Regions from separate parts of the Mus musculus genome. Here region 1 is linked to region 2. A link is a contact called in public promoter capture Hi-C data. All regions are on one chromosome and are shown on one strand. Each heading gives the region's core, a stretch centred on a gene start, on an enhancer-like site or on the middle of the called end of the contact. The rest is flanking DNA. Distances are from core to core; before and after follow the strand shown. Region 1 overlaps Neurl3 (neuralized E3 ubiquitin protein ligase 3). Region 2 holds the start of Ptpn18 (protein tyrosine phosphatase, non-receptor type 18).

The links. Promoter capture Hi-C pulls out the DNA fragments that hold promoters and counts their contacts.
Region 1: a promoter capture Hi-C map of the HPC-7 cell line shows a contact between it and region 2, with 6 times the contacts expected there. The contact joins the enhancer-like site here to the promoter of Ptpn18 in region 2. A contact is called at or near these places in 4 of 39 promoter capture datasets (the HPC-7 cell line, embryonic stem cells, hippocampal neurons and 1 more), 1 of 484 Hi-C or Micro-C datasets (B cells) and 1 of 9 other capture datasets (liver).

The regions. Positions count from the first base shown.
Region 1 is chr1:36,262,450-36,265,576 of GRCm38.p6, forward strand. It overlaps Neurl3 (neuralized E3 ubiquitin protein ligase 3), which reads right to left. Exons shown (of 4, transcript NM_153408.2): 4 at 2,153-3,127. Among named protein-coding and RNA genes, the nearest start is that of Neurl3, 9.4 kb to the right of the region's middle. Within about 2 kb of position 1,867, at least 133 of the 459 cell types and tissues checked have an H3K27ac peak or open chromatin away from gene starts, as enhancers often do. A contact at or near this core is called in B cells, the HPC-7 cell line and liver, where this site is marked.
Region 2 is chr1:34,458,103-34,461,518 of GRCm38.p6, forward strand. Ptpn18 (protein tyrosine phosphatase, non-receptor type 18) reads left to right here and starts at 1,644. Exons shown (of 15, transcript NM_011206.2): 1 at 1,644-1,814. The coding sequence starts at 1,722. It overlaps Gm32504 (a long non-coding RNA gene), which reads right to left and starts at 2,933. Exons shown (of 4, transcript XR_373299.3): 1 at 1,657-2,933; 2 at 1,319-1,561; 3 at 1-1,162.

The sequences.
Region 1 (3,127 bases), core at 617-3,116, 1.8 Mb after region 2:
CACCTCAGCGCTAAGCCCTGTGAAGCAAGGCGGAGGACTTCAGGAGAGCCGGCTAGGCAGTCTCTGGGAATGCTGACTAGATGTCAGCATCTTTAGATCTTCTCTTTTGGACTGCTTGGGTTCTAGAAAATACTCTTTCAGTCTTCTACTCAGGGTTATAATTACAGCCAGACATCCAAGTCTTTTTTATAAAGGTTTATTTTATTTTATCTATATTAGTGTTTTGATTACATGGATGTACTGTGTGTGTGTGTGTAGTTGCAAATGACAATAAATGACAGTTGTGTCACCATGAGGGTGGTAGGTATCAAGCACAGGTCCTCGGCAAGAGCAGCAAATGCTCTTAACTGCTGATCCATCTCTTCAGCCCTTAGACTGGACATCTCAGCCTGAAGAAGGTGGAAGAAAAGTGACTGAGCCCCAGCAGTCAATATATAAGTTCACCAATTTGACGACTTTATATAGGTTCCGTCCCTCCTCTTCCTCCTTTATTCCTTCATTTATTCATTCACGTATTAGAGTCAAGTAAAGAGTTGGGCACTTTTGAAACAAGATCTTGTTAAGTATCCCTGACTGACCTGGTACCCATTATGTACCCCAGACTCTCTTTGAACTTATAGCAATCCTCCTGCCTCAGCTTCTCAAATCCTAAGATTATAGGCATAAACCCTGACTTATACGCATGTTCTGTGTCCAACTAGAACCTTCCAAACCAACAACCTTCTGTTTTAGCCTCTCAGATGAGCCATGCTGCTCCAGTCTTCCACGGAGCAGCCCTCCCCATTTCTTTCTTTCTTTCTTTCTTCTTTTCTTTCTTTCTTTCTTCTTTTCTTTCTTTCTTTCTTTCTTTCTTTCTTTCTTTCTTTCTTTCTTTCTTTTTACCTTCTGTGGTTCCTGGTGGACAGGCTTTTGAACTTCTGCATTACTCTCCCATTCGATCTATTTCTTTTAAGATTTATTTTTATTATTGTATATTATTAATATAATGTATAATATTATTATATTGTAGTTGACTTCAGACACACCAGAGGAGGGCATCAGATCTCATTATGGGTGGTTGTGAACCACCATGTGGTTGCTGGGACTTGAACTCGGGACCTTTGGAAGAGCAGTCAGTGCTCTTACCCATTGAGCCATCTCATCAGCCCTCGATCTATTTTTTTATCTCCTAGTAACTCCACAGGACAATCTAGGTGATTCCAGCTGTGACCCTCGGTTCCTCACATCAACTGATCAGATATATATACGTGTGTGTGTGTATGTATGTATGTATGTATGTATATATATATATATATATATATGATATATATATATGTATATATATATGTGTGTGTGGATTATATATATACATATATATGTGTGTGTGTATGGGGATATATATATACATATACATATATACATATATATATATATATACACACACACACACACACACACATATGTGTGTGTGTGTATCAGATATTTACACTATTTTCAGTAATCATGTCTTTAATTCCCACGACGTCGAGATTTTTCAGAGCGCTCTCTGTATGCGATCATAGCTGCGGGAGCACTCAGGTCTGTCTGCTCTGCTATCTGTTTCTTCAGATAGTCATGGCTTCTGTGTAACTGAGTGCCTTTTCCCCCCCATGACATCGTGTTTCCCAGACTCTGGGCTTCTCCTGTTTGTGAGCTTATGCTTGCATCTGAGATAGATTCTTTGTTAGTCTGGGGACTCCTCGCAAGATGGGAAAGGGAAACTTGTAGCTACACTCCGGTGCAGTGTTCAGCTCATTTTCTTTTCCAGTTGCCCTTTCAGATGCAACAAACAATTATCTTTTCTTTCACAGTACGCCCCACTTCCTCCTTGCTAAACCGCAAGCTGTTTTTCAGCTTCTGTCTGGCTCTAAGCCACCGTTTCCTGACCCTACTTCCTCCTTAGTCACACAGAAGAAAAAAAAAACAAACCCACTGTGCTTTAATTTTTTTTTTCCCACCTTACGTTAAAGACTGGATCTTGTGGTTGGACCTCCATCAGTGAGGTACAGTTCAGCTTCCCTTTTGCATCAGGGATAAAAACCAGAAGGACGTCCCGGTCCCCGAGCTTAGGCCACCTCTTTTGCAGGTGGGTAACAACTCGTGCAAAAGTAAGGACACAGATAAGACACTTTACTTATTGCCTTAGTTAGGATTTTACTGCTGTGAAGAGACACCATGACCAAGGCAACTCTTATAAGGACAACATTTAATTGGGGATGGCTTACAGGGTGAGAGGTTCAGTCCATTATCATCAAAGCAGGAAAACGACAGCATCCAGGCAGGCGTGGTGCAGGGGGAGCTGAGAGTTCTACATCTTCATCTGAAGTCGGCTAGTGGAAGACTGACTTCCAGGCAGTTAGGATGAGGGTCTTATAGCCCACACCAACAGTGATACACCTACTCCAACAAGGTCACACCTACTCCAACAAGGCCACACCTACTCCAAGGAGGCCAAACCTTCTAATAGTGCCACTCCCTGGGCTGAGCATATACAAACCCTCACAATTATAATGGCGGTCTCTTTTTTGTGATCTCAGAACTATTCCTAACCTGTGACAAAATATCTCAACCAAATCAACTTAAGGAAGCAAGAGCTTATTTTACCCCACAATTCCGAGTCCCAGTCCATCATTTCCAGGAAGTCAGAGCTTGAGACAACTGGTCAAAGTGTGCCCATTGTCTAGAAGCAGACCACTGAATGCCTGTGCCCTGGGCTCTCTGTCCCTCTCAGTCTAGAGCAGTGTTTCTCAACAGGGGCCACATACCAGCTGTCCTGAGTATCAGATATTTACATTATGATTCATAACAGTAGCAAAATTACAGTTATGAAGTAGGGAACAAAATAATTTTATAGTTGGGGGTCACCGCAACATAAGGAACTGTATGAAAGGGTCACAGCATTAGGAAGGCTGAGAACCATTGCTCTAGAGGCCCAGCTCATGAAATGGTGCCAGCCACATTCAAGGTGGGTTTACAACTCAATTAACCCAATCAGGAAATTCCTCATAGGCATCCCCAAAGGCCAACCGCCAGGAGACACTCCCTTACTGAGTATCCGTTTCCAGGTGATCCAAGATTCTGCAAGCTGATGATTGCAGCCAATCACCAA
Region 2 (3,416 bases), core at 394-2,893:
AGGGGATGCAGCACTTATTAATAGGTGTGGCTGCAAGACCTTTACCTGTTGAGCCATCTTACTGCCATCTTCCCCATTTCAGTGAAAAAGTTTTCATACTATCACCCTCATACTATCTGGCTGTTTTGCATTGCCACCACTGGCAGACCCACAGTGACGTAAGACAGAGATCTAGCGATAAAACCCAATAAAGTCTTGTCTGGCTTTTAAAGATGCTATCCATTCCTTCATTTAAACACTGTGATGACCAAGTTGACAGCCTTTTACCAATGATCCCACTCATCTTCCAGTGACTTAAAGCACTTCTTTTTTTGGTTTTTCGAGACAGGATTTCTCTGTATAGCCCTGGGTGTCCTGGAACTCACTCTGTGGACCAGGCTGCCCTCGAACTCAGAAATCCACCTGCTTCTGCCTCCCAAGTGCTGGGGTTAAAGGCGTGTGCCACCACCGCTCCGCTCAGCATGCTTAAAGCACTTTCAATTCGCCTTAGCCCTACTTTTGCACACGACCCCAAACGGATCTCCTCAGAGCCCTCCCTCAACAGAGAGTTGGCAATGCTTGAAATTCTTTGGTTCCCTTGCAGGTGGTGCTACTCCATCTGCTGAAGCCTGTTTTGGAAAGAACCCCCTTTTATTTTCTTTTGTGTGTAGGGAGATACACCCTCACTATAGAGCCTGTGTAGTTGTCCAAGGACAACACTCTGGAGTCGATTTTCTCCTTCCACCATGTGGGTCCTAGGTATCAAATCCAGGTTGTCATGTTTATTTAGTGGCAAGGCATTTACCTACTGAACCATTCCACCATCATTAAAACATTTTCCTTTCTCTCTCTCTCTCTCTCTCTCTCTCTCTCCCTTCCTTCCTTCCTTCCTTTCTTCCATTTTTTTTTTTAACTTTGAGACAGGATTTCATCACAAGCTAACTTTGAATTCACAATGTAAGCTAGGGTGACCTTGACTTTCTGATTTTCTTGCCTCCACCTTGTGAATGCTGGGACAGGCACTCTACCAATTCAGCTACAAACCTTAGCACGGCTCTTCTCCAGTCTTTAGTCTCCAGGACCCCAGGAGCTTCAGCATAAGATCTTCTTCAAACTCCTGAAGGGGGACGGAGTGAGTGTTGAGACCACTTTTCCTCCCAATGCCTCTCTAGTCTCTTCCTCCCTGAGGGGTATGGGTTAAGATCCACAAGTTAGGACTGAATCCTGGTGTCCCCGCTTTTCCAGCAGGTTCCAAAAGTGAAATCACACCCCCTACCCTCAGAAATAGGCCTTTTCCCAGAGCAAAGTGCAGGGAATATATTTATTCGAAGTCCCCGACCTCTCTCATATTCCGCTGTCGCACGACTGTGAACCTCAGCGCTCGCAGGACTCCGGAGCAACCTTGGGAACCCGGCCTGCGAGATTGAGAGCGCAGCCATCCCCCTGGAAAGGCCAATGGGACTGAGCGTTCCGTGCGGACTCCACCAGCTTCACGGCAGCCGAAGCACCCGAGGCGCCAGTGGGGAATTGCGGGACCCGCAGCTACTTGGACGGCCAGTTCGGCTGCGGTGGCAGCCAGCACCTATGGGCGGGACGAACGGAGTGAACTCCTAGTGCCATTGGCCGAGGAGCCTGCCAATTACCGGTCTTCATTGGCTGCTGGAATGGAGGCCCCACCTCGCAGTGGCTAAATTCTCGGAGTCGGATCACTCCTTGTGGGAGACCTCAGAGCGGGTCGCAGCATGAGTCGCCATACGGACTTGGTGAGGAGCTTCTTGGAGCAGCTGGAGGCCCGGGACTACCGGGAGGGGGCAATCCTCGCTCGTGAGTTCAGCGTGAGTGACACTCCAGCCATCAAGCTTCGCAGCCAGGCGCTCCCCACGGCTGTCCACCTGTGCAATATGAAAGCTCTGCCTTTTCCTCTCAGCTCCCGGGGCGTCTCCTCCCTCCTGCTCTCGGCTTTCCTCTTCCCGCACTTCTCTCACCCTGACTCTCCCAGCCTTCCGCACTTTGCCCACAGGTGCCCAGAGGGTGAAGACGGCTACTGTTTAGGAGGAGCCAGACACACTCAGGTGTCGGTGTCGAGCTCCCGGTGCAATCTTCTCCCTAGCGGGGCCGTGGCTTCCGCCGTGGAGGGAGGCAACACACCTGCGCTGGACTCGAGTCCCCAACCCGGGCCACTCCTGGGTCACCTTGTAATCCCAGGGAGGAAGTGGTTTGGGGCAGCAGAAAGAGGAACGAGGAAACTTGTAGCCTAGCCTAGGTTTCGCGTTACCAGTCTATCCTAGGGCTTTTCAGAACTGTGGCCCTGGGAGCTCTGACTTCATTTTCACCTGTTTTGAATTGTGAATGATAAAAGACAAGCCGGTTTGAAAATTAGGTGGTTTGGGTAGATGCACCTAGCACGCGTTGGGTATTCACTGGCTATATTAACTGTATGCACCTGCCTTTAACATGGTTTACAAAGGTTGTAAACGTTACCTCGGGCCAATCAAGCTTGTGAGAGCTACTGCCACTCAACAGCCATGGCACACAACATGTAATGACGTATTTTAAATAGAGTGACATGATCCAAATACGTAATACACTATCTCAAACTTAGAAATGTAAATGACAATGATATAAAAATAAGTGTGACATTAAATGATCACTTACAGCCTGGCATGGTGGCACATGCCTGTAATTCTAGCAGTTGGTAGCCTAAAACCGGGGGATAACCATGAGTTCAAGGCCAGCCTGAATTACATAATTTTGTGACCACTCTGGAATACTCTGGAGATTGTTTCAAAGAATGAAAAAGATAGTTTACACAGGCCAATATGTAAACCAGTAACAGTGAAACTCTGGTGGTGGTGCATGCCTTTAATCCTAGCACTTGGAGGCAGGGAAAGGAAGGTTACTGTAAGTCTGAGGTCAGTCTGGTCTACACAGTGAACTCCAGGACAGCCAGGGATATGTAGGAAGACCTTGTCTCTAAAACAATAAAAAAACCAACCAAACAAAAAAAATAACCCCAACTAACTAAATAAGCAAAACAAACAAACAAAAACCCAACAAAGCAACCAAACACCACAACAGATACAACAAACATTAATAAGAACCAAATTTATAGCAGGGTGATGATGGCACACACCTTTGATTTCAGCACTTGGGAAGCAGAGCCAGGTGAATCTCTTGAGTTCAAGGCCAGCCTGGTCTACAGAGTGAGTTCCAGGACAGCCAGGGCTACACGGAGAAATCCTGTCTCGCAAACCTAAAACCAAACCAAACCAAAAAACCCAAAAAGCAAGCAAACGAACAAACAAACAAACAAAAAACCCAAACCAAATGTATTAAGTTAGTAAGTAAATATACACACAAGCATATGGACAGGTTAAATGTGAGTCTAGATAATTTTCATATGTAAATGCTGTAACAGAAGAACTACTAGCATAAAG